Linked DNA regions of Mus musculus: regions 1 and 3 are each linked to region 2. Evidence: chromatin contacts called from public promoter capture Hi-C data. All regions are on one chromosome and are shown on one strand. The core of a region is the stretch at or near the end of the contact, and the rest is flanking DNA. Distances in the headings are between cores, read along the strand shown.

The links. Promoter capture Hi-C pulls out the DNA fragments that hold promoters and counts their contacts.
Region 1: a promoter capture Hi-C map of pre-B cells shows a contact between it and region 2, with 2.7 times the contacts expected there. The contact joins the promoter of Snrpb2 here to the promoter of Slx4ip in region 2. A contact is called at or near these places in 1 of 39 promoter capture datasets (pre-B cells) and 1 of 484 Hi-C or Micro-C datasets (CD4 T cells).
Region 3: a promoter capture Hi-C map of pre-B cells shows a contact between it and region 2, with 3 times the contacts expected there. The contact joins the promoter of Kif16bos here to the promoter of Slx4ip in region 2. A contact is called at or near these places in 2 of 39 promoter capture datasets (liver and pre-B cells) and 4 of 484 Hi-C or Micro-C datasets (B cells, CD4 T cells, pre-B cells and 1 more).

Annotation. Positions count from the first base shown.
Region 1 is chr2:143,061,530-143,064,703 of GRCm38.p6, reverse strand. It overlaps Snrpb2 (U2 small nuclear ribonucleoprotein B), which reads right to left and starts at 1,635. Exons shown (of 7, transcript NM_021335.3): 1 at 1,606-1,635; 2 at 74-162. The coding sequence starts at 137.
Region 2 is chr2:136,890,466-136,893,787 of GRCm38.p6, reverse strand. Slx4ip (SLX4 interacting protein) reads right to left here and starts at 1,620. Exons shown (of 8, transcript NM_028834.3): 1 at 1,427-1,620. It overlaps Mkks (McKusick-Kaufman syndrome), which reads left to right and starts at 2,382. Exons shown (of 6, transcript NM_021527.2): 1 at 2,382-2,745.
Region 3 is chr2:142,901,708-142,905,101 of GRCm38.p6, reverse strand. Kif16bos (kinesin family member 16B, opposite strand) reads right to left here and starts at 2,137. Exons shown (of 2, transcript NR_131921.1): 1 at 1,861-2,137; 2 at 1,530-1,747.

The DNA of each region.
Region 1 (3,174 bases), core at 386-2,885, 6.2 Mb before region 2:
GATGGAGACCATTCTTAAGATACAACAAATAAGCACAGTTTGGTTGTAAAAAGGTGTTTTTAAAAGAACATACCTTCTTTTTTAATTTTGTCATTCATGTTGTTGATATAAATCGTGTGATTTGGTCTGATATCCATGTTTGGGTAGAACCCTTCCAATAGCCTAAAAGAAATAATAAATAATCAGTTATTAGCAAAGAGGGTTAAATCACGCAGGTGTACAGCATGACACAACTCTTAATCACCCCGCCCTACCTCCCACAGCCATCTCTTTTAGTCAAATGGAAAACAGCTCTCAAGATCAAACCTTGGAAGGACAATACCAAGGTTCTACAAATTGGTAGAATCTGTCAATACATAGGCAGATTTAAAAACATATTATTCAAGGTTATATACTTCTTTTATCCCCACTTAAATGATACTGTCCTTTCATCTACATAATGACATAACTTTCGAAAGTATATTTATTAATTCTTTGAGAATGTCATGTGTTTTGATCATATTCACCAGAAAATGGTTTTTCAGTAAAATGATTTGAACATTTTGTGAAAGATCAGTAAACACGCACCTAGTTTTAAAAAGTCATTGTAATAGAACAATACAAATTAAGACAGTTCATAGATGCACTCATGAATGTATTGATTTAAACGATTAGTGTGTGTGTGTGTGTTTGTTTACCTGTGCCATCGTGTATGTTGAGGTCAGAGAACGACCTCTCAGGGGCTTTCACTTCTGTCTCTTTCCCACTATGTGAGTCTCAAGAGTGGTCAAGGTTGACAGTTCAGAGCTCAGATTCTTGTATCAATAAGATACGGATTTAAGTTCTGTTTACGATTTTACAACCTACTTCGATGGGGGGCAAGTTCCTTAATGTCTCAAGTCCCCAGCTACAAATTATGGCTACTAACAGCACCTATAAAATGGAGCCTATAAAATTATGAGACAGATATGTATCAGTCTGCACCAGTTAGCATCTACAGTTACTATTTATTATCGATAGCTATCACTCGTTAAAGGACACAAGTGTCTTAACGTCACACAACAAGCTGCTCTGAACAACTTATAGGAAGGGCCTGTACTATGTAGGCAACGGATAATAGGTAACGTTTCTCACAGGCTTGCCTCTCTACATGGGAACCTGGAGAAGGGCTGGGACTCAAGAGAGGGACAAGAGCACAGGCTCTGGCATTAGCTCCTTTGGGCTGAAATAGTGCAAGGGCACCAGAAACCCAAAGGCTGCCGGGGAGAAGAGGCCGAGAGTGCACAGTGAACTGCACACCCTGCTCCTCCAAGCAAGTCACGGGCCATTCTCTCCCCCTGGGCTAATTCCTATGTGTCCGCTTGAGCCTCTTTACACACCGGCCAATCCACCCAACACCAGGGTCCTCTGACATTAAAAACCCAACCATCCTGCAGAGAACAGGCTGTGACGCCGGGCCTCATTCCGCCAGCCCTGGGGTCGCCGTCCCTTCCTCCTATACGTCCGCGGACCGAGGACCACGCAACCGACGACACCTTCGCCCTCGCCGGCTCAGTTACCGCGGACGGGGCGGATCCCGCCAAACCCTGAGACCAGCCACAGCGAAAAAGAACCCGAGAGACTCACCTGAAGCCGGCGCGGTCCGCTTGAAACTAATACCGGAAGAGCTTCCCCGCGCCGGAAGAGGGCGGCCAAACTCCTCAATCGAACTCAGAGAAGTCGAAGAGTCGAGCACCGATTCAATCGAGCCCTCCTCGCCCCGGCCGGCCAAGGCGGAATCTTTCTGCGCACGCGCATTCCTGTGGGCTAGGAAGTTTGTGGAAAGGGGGAGAACTGGAAGGGATCAAATTAGGACCCGGGGGCCAAGCTGTGGAGGCAGAGGAGGGAAGGGTAGGGGGTCGTTTCCCTTACTGCGACTTTGAAGCTTCCCAACTATAGGATGTGATACAATTTTACAGGAGCCTGTCTCCAGCCACAAGTTAGTCAAGCCTTTCTATGGGTCCTGGTCAACTTGACTTAACACCATTGTCAATCTCTAGTTGTCAATCTCCAGGAGTCTGAAAGAACACACCAGCCAGCACTCTATAGATTACGTCTTAGATGCAGCCCAGTCTTCGACCCCTGAACAAAGAGAATTTTAGTCGTTGATGGTACTCTCACCAGGCTTCAGGAGCGAGCAAACTAAAGAGCCTAAACTCACTTAGACACAGTTAACTCCCGCCCACTCCCCCACCCTCTCCTTTCCTCACAAAATGCTTGGATTTTTCTAGGCTAAAAATTGGGGTAAGGACCAAATTGGTTGATTTTACCAGCCTGAGGTTTCTAATTTTTGAAAGTCACATGAAGTTGCAGGATGGAAATAGTGTTTTGAGAGTAGTAATTTTATATGCTTTTTTCACTGAAGTGATTAGGAGAATGGCTTATACTCGATAAATATGATTCAGACGATTGAATGAAGTTCCGTGAAAATTAGGTCATAATAAAACAAGTGTGATATCCAGTGAAAATCCTGTAAATGTAGGAAATAATGTTAAACAACCACAGAAAAAGTGTTCTTTAATTACATAGATATGGAAACCAGTTTGGCTTTTATAAAAACAATATCGAGTATGTTCTTAGCAAAAGGGCATCAAGTAAATACGAAACACTTTCTAAGCAACAGAAGGTCTGAGCAGTTGATTAACTGTGCTTGGTGGTAATGAGAGCATTGGAATAAGCTATAACCTGCCTGTGTTATATACATTCATCTGGCCGAGAGAGAGTTCGTAGCTATTTTCAAAAAGCAAATTGATAAACATGCAAGGACACTCCACTTGGGAAAAAAATAAAGAGATTTAAAGAAATGCCATACCTATTCTATCAAAGCTTGAGTCTCAGCTACTATACCTTTTGCACAGCAAAGAAGAAATTGTCCGATGACAACTCAGTGTCAGTGGCTTCTATGCTCTTTTCCAGGTTCACTTATAAAGAATGAACACATTTTTATATCCATGAGTAATCCCTGCAAGCTTTTTTTTTTTCTTCTTGTCTGTATAGTCCTGGCTGTCCTGGAACTCACTTTGTAGACCAGGCTGGCCTCGAACTCAGAAATCCACCTGCCTCTGCCTCCCAAATGCTGGGATTAAAGACATGTACCACCACCACACCCGGCTCTCCCACTGCAAGCTTTCTTGAATGGGTCTTCATCGGTTTCTT
Region 2 (3,322 bases), core at 371-2,870:
CTTAGCTAACTCTCACAGGAGTCCTACCTTACAAGTTAGGAAACTCAAGCACAAGGGTGGGTAACTGTCTTTTAGATCTCAGAGATGGAGCTGGGGTGAAGGAAGTAGGATGTACAGTCAGGGAAGACGTTTCAGAACTGATTTTTTTACCCATCCACACTACATCACTACCCTTAGTAGCACTGTAAAAATTGCAAACAAGCAATATTTCAGTGTAATAATGTTTTCCTACATACTCATAAAACATGAATATCCACAATGGAAACATTCATGTGAGACTCAGTAAAACAAATGGTGTTCATTCTTCTTTCCCACTTAGACTAAGGAAAAGACATATATGGCAAAGTAACAATTACTGGGAAGCTGGTTGACAAGGTAACCAGTCACTGGGACATTGGTTCAACACCCACCCAACCTAATACTCCTCCCTGTCTCCATGGTATTTTAAGTAAAGCCAAGAGGGAAGGTGAAAACCAATCTTACGCCTAACAGCATGAAAACCATGTCTCAAATACCTTAGTGTCATCTATATTCCACATAGTCTCCATTTCTATCTGCAACTGGTCTGAAGTCTGGTTTAGAAGCTTCCCAGGTGACTGTCATGGGCAGCCAAGGTTGAGAACTACTGATTTTCTTTTCTCATACAAGAAGACACAGAAGAAAGCCTGGTGCTACAAAAAGCTAAGGTAAGCCACAGTCCAAAGTTTCCAAGTCACTATTATACTGTGCCCAAGTGCAGCTTCTACTCATTCCAAGAAACATGCTCCCAGAAGATGCTGGGATGGCTGGTCGATGATTACACTGAGCAACAAGGCCATGCTACCTGGACTATTAGCCTTACAATTATGGCTATATACAGTATCCAAGAAATACGAGAAGTGAGAACATGAAGTTGCTTGTCCAGCAGTGCTAAAAAAAAAAACATTAGAACATTATGTTCCTGGTCCCAGCTTTGGATATATCAAAGCAAGTGGATGAAAAGGAGGTTTCGTTTTGTTTTGTTTTGAAGTTTACTTCTATATTTTATAGCACAAAACTAGCTAAGTATTCAACAAATTCAATGAATGAATGAATGAATGGGAAGAATATACAAACACAGCTGATCACATTTTAAAGTCCTCTGGGAGCTATATTCACCTCTATAGATGCAGAAAGCCATACAATTAATGATCAAATTTGCTGTTCCATCCATTTTGCTTTGTTATTCTACGGAAATTCCCTCAACGTTATTGTCCCTTTAAATCTCAGTCTTCCTGAACAGTGGTGTTTAACAATTCTAATGGAAAGAGAAGGAATACCTAAGAGAAAAATTGTGTTAAGTCCCAAAATCCAAAACAAAAATACGTATTGGTATAAGATGGCCAAACAGTTCGGTCCAACTGAGGGAAGAGCTGGGTTATCCGAACGAAGTATCACACGCTCTTACCTACGATGGTGGCGGGAGGTGGGTTCGGGCTGTAATGCTTTGTTACTGTCCGGGGTCACTGGTGGACTAGTATAGTACCTGAACGGGAAAACTCAGACTAAAAAGGCGGCAGACCAAGCTTCAGCAGCTTTGGCTTACTTCCCGTTTCCCAGCGTCCCCTCGCACGTTAGAGAATGCAACCAGCGCCCAAACACAAGATGGCATTATCGACTTCATTCGGTTGGAAGCCACTGCCAGCACCTACGATGGCGCCCGAAGCCCTGGCTAAGGTAATGGGATAGCCGGAAAGAACTGCCCAAACGAAAAATGGCTTCTGTCGATGATATCAACGCTTTATGGAGACCAAAATAAAAATGGCGGCCAAAGCGGATTTTTTTTTTTTTTTTAAGAGGTTGGAAAAGCCACAAATACAATTGGCAGATAATGTATCACTGTACGTCAACGATATGTACTGATGGACAACAACAACAAAAGCCGTGTTTTTCGTATCACAAAACTATAGGGCAAGAGTAGAAAATATTTTTAATGAGGAAGATTAAAAGATACGTTGAAAAATAAAGGTGCCTTTCACGGTGCCAGAGAAAAGCGAAATAAAATATGTTTAAACATAATTTCATAATGCTTCGGGTGGTTCAAAAGAATAAAAGACTTATCTCTGAAGAAAAAAAAAAGAAAGGCAAAGCCAAGGAAATTAACCAACCGGATCCGGCACTGAATTGAAGACTCCCGACTTCTGCCAACCCCGCTCCTAGACTGGGCGGAAGTTTCCTGCATGGCGACAGGCTCTGTCTGCGCATGTTCGCTCTCTGACGTCACTCGGACCGGCAGGGCGGAGCCAGTTTCTACAGCTTAGGGCGTCCTGAGAGAGGTGGGAATTGACAACTGAGTGACAGGGCAAGGCGCCTTGTGATTGGTCAGAACAGAGGAAACGCCACCTAGGACTGGTAACAGCTTCATTCGTTCTACAAATACCTTTCGAGAGAGCAGAGAGCCGCACGCTCTGCCACCTTCTTGGTGCTGTGATGTGATGTGATGTGACCTTTCAATTTTGGTAGCGCGCACAGACAGAATACACGTCTGCCCGTAAGATTTCCGGTGACGGCCGCAGCTTTCCTTTGCGGGAGCTTCACGCAAACCCCGGAAGAGGGGCGGGGGAAGGAGGGGTGGTGCGCGTGAGCATAGAGTTGCGCATGCGCCTTCTTGCCGCGCAGGGCAAAGGTGGTGGCGCTCCGCTGCGTGGTTGGTTGCTGTGCAAGCGCGATTTCTGGTTTCTGGTGGTGAAGGTGGCCTGACCTAGAGGTGCAGCTGCTGGTGGGCAGGTGAGAGGGGCCAGGCCGCTGGTGGAGAAGCCAGCCTGCGGCCTCACCGCGTCCCCGCACGGAAAGGTCGCGAGTGGTTGGGACAAGGGTATTTGGGGGCGGGGATACAGAGGCACCTGGCTACCGGATTGGCCCAAGGACAGCTTTCAAAGTAGCTTCAGAGCGGGGCGGTGGTGGTGCACGCCTTTAATCCCAGCACTTGGGAGGCAGAGGCAGGCGGATTTCTGAGTTGGAGGCCAGCCTGGTCTACACAGTGAGTTCCAGGACAGTCAGAGCTACACAGAGAAACCCTGTCTCGGAAAACAAACAAACTAAACAAAACAACAACAATAAAAACAAAGTAGCTTCAGGATGTGACTATCTGATGATGGATCAGTGTGGGTGAGGAGGAGTGACCAATATCAGGTAGAGTTTGAATAGAGCTTCCTCAAACTCACATGCACAAGAATTGTAACTGAAATGACAGACCCATAATGCCACAGGAACTGGAAATACCTTTAAAATGCACGTTATTTACAGTTGCTGGCATCTTGAGAAAGCAATAAGTTGACACGTTGGGGGAAATGAACAGCCTAAA
Region 3 (3,394 bases), core at 888-3,387, 6.0 Mb before region 2:
CCTGGTCTACAGAGTGAGTTCCAGGACAGCCAGGGCTACACAGAGAAGCCCTGTCTCAAAAACCAAAACAAAACAAAAAACCCAAAACAACAACAACAACAACAACAAAAGCATACCTACCGTGTGAATAATGCTTATAGTACTTATGTATCACTTATTACATAAAGGTGTTTATGAGATGTCAGTTATGTCTTAAGACCCAATTTAAATATGTTTATCAAAGTTGTAAAAATGTCCTATTTGTGAAAGAGTAAGTCAATTTTACTCTCTAGAGTCTAGAAAAAGAATAAAGTATAGCTAATGGGTCCATAGTATTTTCCTTCTGATGAGGCTTTTCCCAGATGATTTAAATGCTTTGAAGTGAAATCAACATAGTGTTTTGGGTTTTCTCACTTTGTACTGAAGTTGTTAAGACTTAGGGACTGTAAATCACCAATACCTATTTGGAAATGATAAGGTCGCTTAAGAACCAGCAAGAAGGGGCTGGCGAGATGGCTCAGTGGGTAAGAGCACTGACTGCCCTTCTGAAGGTCCTGAATTCAAATCCCAGCAACCCCATGGTGGCTCACAACCACCCATAATGAGATCTGGTGCATTTGAAGATAGCTACAGTGTATTATTATAATAATAAATAAATCTTAAAAAAAAAGGACCAGCAAGAAATTCAACAATAAATGAAGTTCAGAATGTTACTGCAAAACAGTCACCTCCTGCCTACACACACACACACACACACACACACACACACGCCTTTACATATTCATGCCTGACTTACTTTTGAATGTGTGTGTGTAGTGTGCACCTGTGCTGGCAGAGGCTGGGAAAGAACATTCGATCACCTAGAGTTACAGATGGTTGTAAACTGCCCGATGTAGGAGCGGAGAACGGAGTCCCCATCCTCTGCAAAAGCATCAAGTGCTCTTAACTGGCAAGAGTCATCGCTCCAGCCCCAGAATAACTGTTTTACATCCATCATGTAAACGATATGAGATCCAAAACAAAAACCAATGTTTCTGAACAAGAACCACAGTATAGAAAATAAATATAATGAAGTTATGTGTCCTTTTGTTAAATAACAAGTTATAGTATCAGCTTCACAACTGGCCTAATTTCAAAGTCAAAATAAAAAAGGAAGAACAATCTGAGAGAGCTGCAACAGTCCCTAAATATCTGTGATTTCCAGTATCATCAAAATTTCAGATGTTACTACAGCTGCACATTTTATTTTAATTAGAGGAGACTATATAGAGGTAATCCCCCCCCCCCCATACACGTTCAGGAGCTTTAAGAGACTTTATTTGGTGATTCTTCTGAGTAACAGTTCTCCTGGCAGTTGTCCTTACCAAACTGATGCTGTGCTTAGCAGTTAGTCAATGGGGAGCCTCACGCGGGGAGCCTCACACTTGACTTCCGGAGGAAGCTTCTGTGCAGGTTAAGTCCTGGAAGACTTTAAAAAGTCTAAAATTTCTAAAGACAGAAACAAATGAAAGGGGTACCAGAGATTCATTGGAATTTGAGAAGATGAGCAAGCCCTTAAAAACCTTCCTGTTTATTCATTTTTCTTGGTGCAGAGAGTAAATTAATCAAGGGGTGGCTGTTCAGTCATTTCTCTGGCGAGAAACCTCGCTGCTTCTAGTTTAAAATCCGCAGGCTTGCTGTTCGTGTTCCGTGGGCCGCAGCACTTTGTCGGTTGTGTCAAATCGCAAGGTGGTGTTGGAATCAGAGGATTATGTACACGTGTAGGCTGCTGGAAATTATGGATAGAATGGCCTGCATAAGCCCAAACTGGACAAGCAAAACCTCCAGGAACAGGAACTCACATTAACAAGTGATTTGCAGTTGAGTGCAGAATTCGCACACCTGTTCTTGGTTGTCTTGGTTGCTCTCAGCGACTCTACAGCTGGTAGGGTGTTGAAGCCCTGCCCGCCCGAGAGCGCACCCTACACAGTTTGTCCCCAAGCAGCTCCCATATACGGCGGGCTCCGCCCCTGCCCGTGGCTGCCACAGCCGGGTGCAGCCTGGCTGGCGGCTGTGCCTGGACCCGCCCGCTGCTTCTGCTATTGCGCATGCGCCCCATTTTCAACCCTCCGAGTTTTCCCGCCCTTGATTGGCTGACTCTGCGCCCATTTCTAAACTTGTAAGCGCCTTAGTCCAGGCTTTGTAGGACTCCGAACAAAGGGGACGTTCTGATTCTACCCTACCTTGAAGGGTTCTAGGAAAGCTGAGATGAGGACTCCTGGTACTAGTGGACCACACATTGGCCGTCGTATTATTTCACTTAGTCTATTATTAAACCCTTGGAGTTCCAGTTTAGCAGGCGAGGCAGACTGGAAGACTCAAAGCTAGTATTGGAGTTCGAGCCAAAAACCCGGGAGACTTTTTCGGCTCCCCTCAGGGACTTAAGCAGCATCACATCTAAGCTTTCTAGAGACCATTTGAACCGAAGTCATCTGCCCGGGAGTGAAATAATAGCGGGGATATGCTGGTCTTGAGGACAGAATGTTCCATTGTGGTCGTTAGAGACCTCGAGGGTGAGGAGGAGCAAGTCAGTAGGCTTGCTTTATACTCCATCAGCAAGTGCAAAGGCAGGAGATCAGGGTCCAGGAGGAAGGCTGGTCTGTAAGTTTTGAGCGACCCTGACTGGGGCAGGAGGAAGATAGTTGATACTGGAGTTTTTGTGTCCAGCAGGTGACTTACAGGTGAAGGCATAGGGTTAACTGAATGAATTTACAGGGAGATAGCCCGGTAAGAAATCACTGATGCCAGGGGCTTTAGCTCATAAAAAAAAAGGGAAGAATAAGAAGAAGAAGGAGAAGGAGAAGGAGGAGAAGGAGGAGAAGGAGGAGGAGGAGGAGGAGGAGGAGGAGGAGGAGGAGGAGGAGGAGGAGGAGGAGAAGGAGAAGAAGAAGAAGAAGAAGAAGAAGAAGAAGAAGAAGAAGAAGAAGAAGAAGAAGAAGAAGAAGAAGAAGAAGAAGAAGAAGAAAGAAAGAAAGAAAGAAGAAAGCGGGTGTCCTCACTTTTGATCCAATGACTAAAGTTAAATTGCTAAACTGTCCCCAAAATGCAAAAACTCCCTTTAGATATGATTCCAACCAATATAACGACATTTCTATCTGCCTAAAAAAATCCTCGATCCTTTGTTTTCTTGGTACCCTAAATTTTGTGGTTCAGAACACATGCTTAGAACTCTTTGAAGAAACAGAGCAGTCCCTCAGAGTTCTCCACGACCTTTCGCTTCTCAACAAGACAGATGAGTTGACGAGCACGGGCCGTATAAAGTCAGGACCATGTTATTGGTTGCAATGCTCGTTTTCGGTAGTCCATTCCTCGGTTTCCTTGAGAATGCTCTAAATGCAGTGATCGTCCTGGGCCTGACTGGGTTTGACTTTCCGAG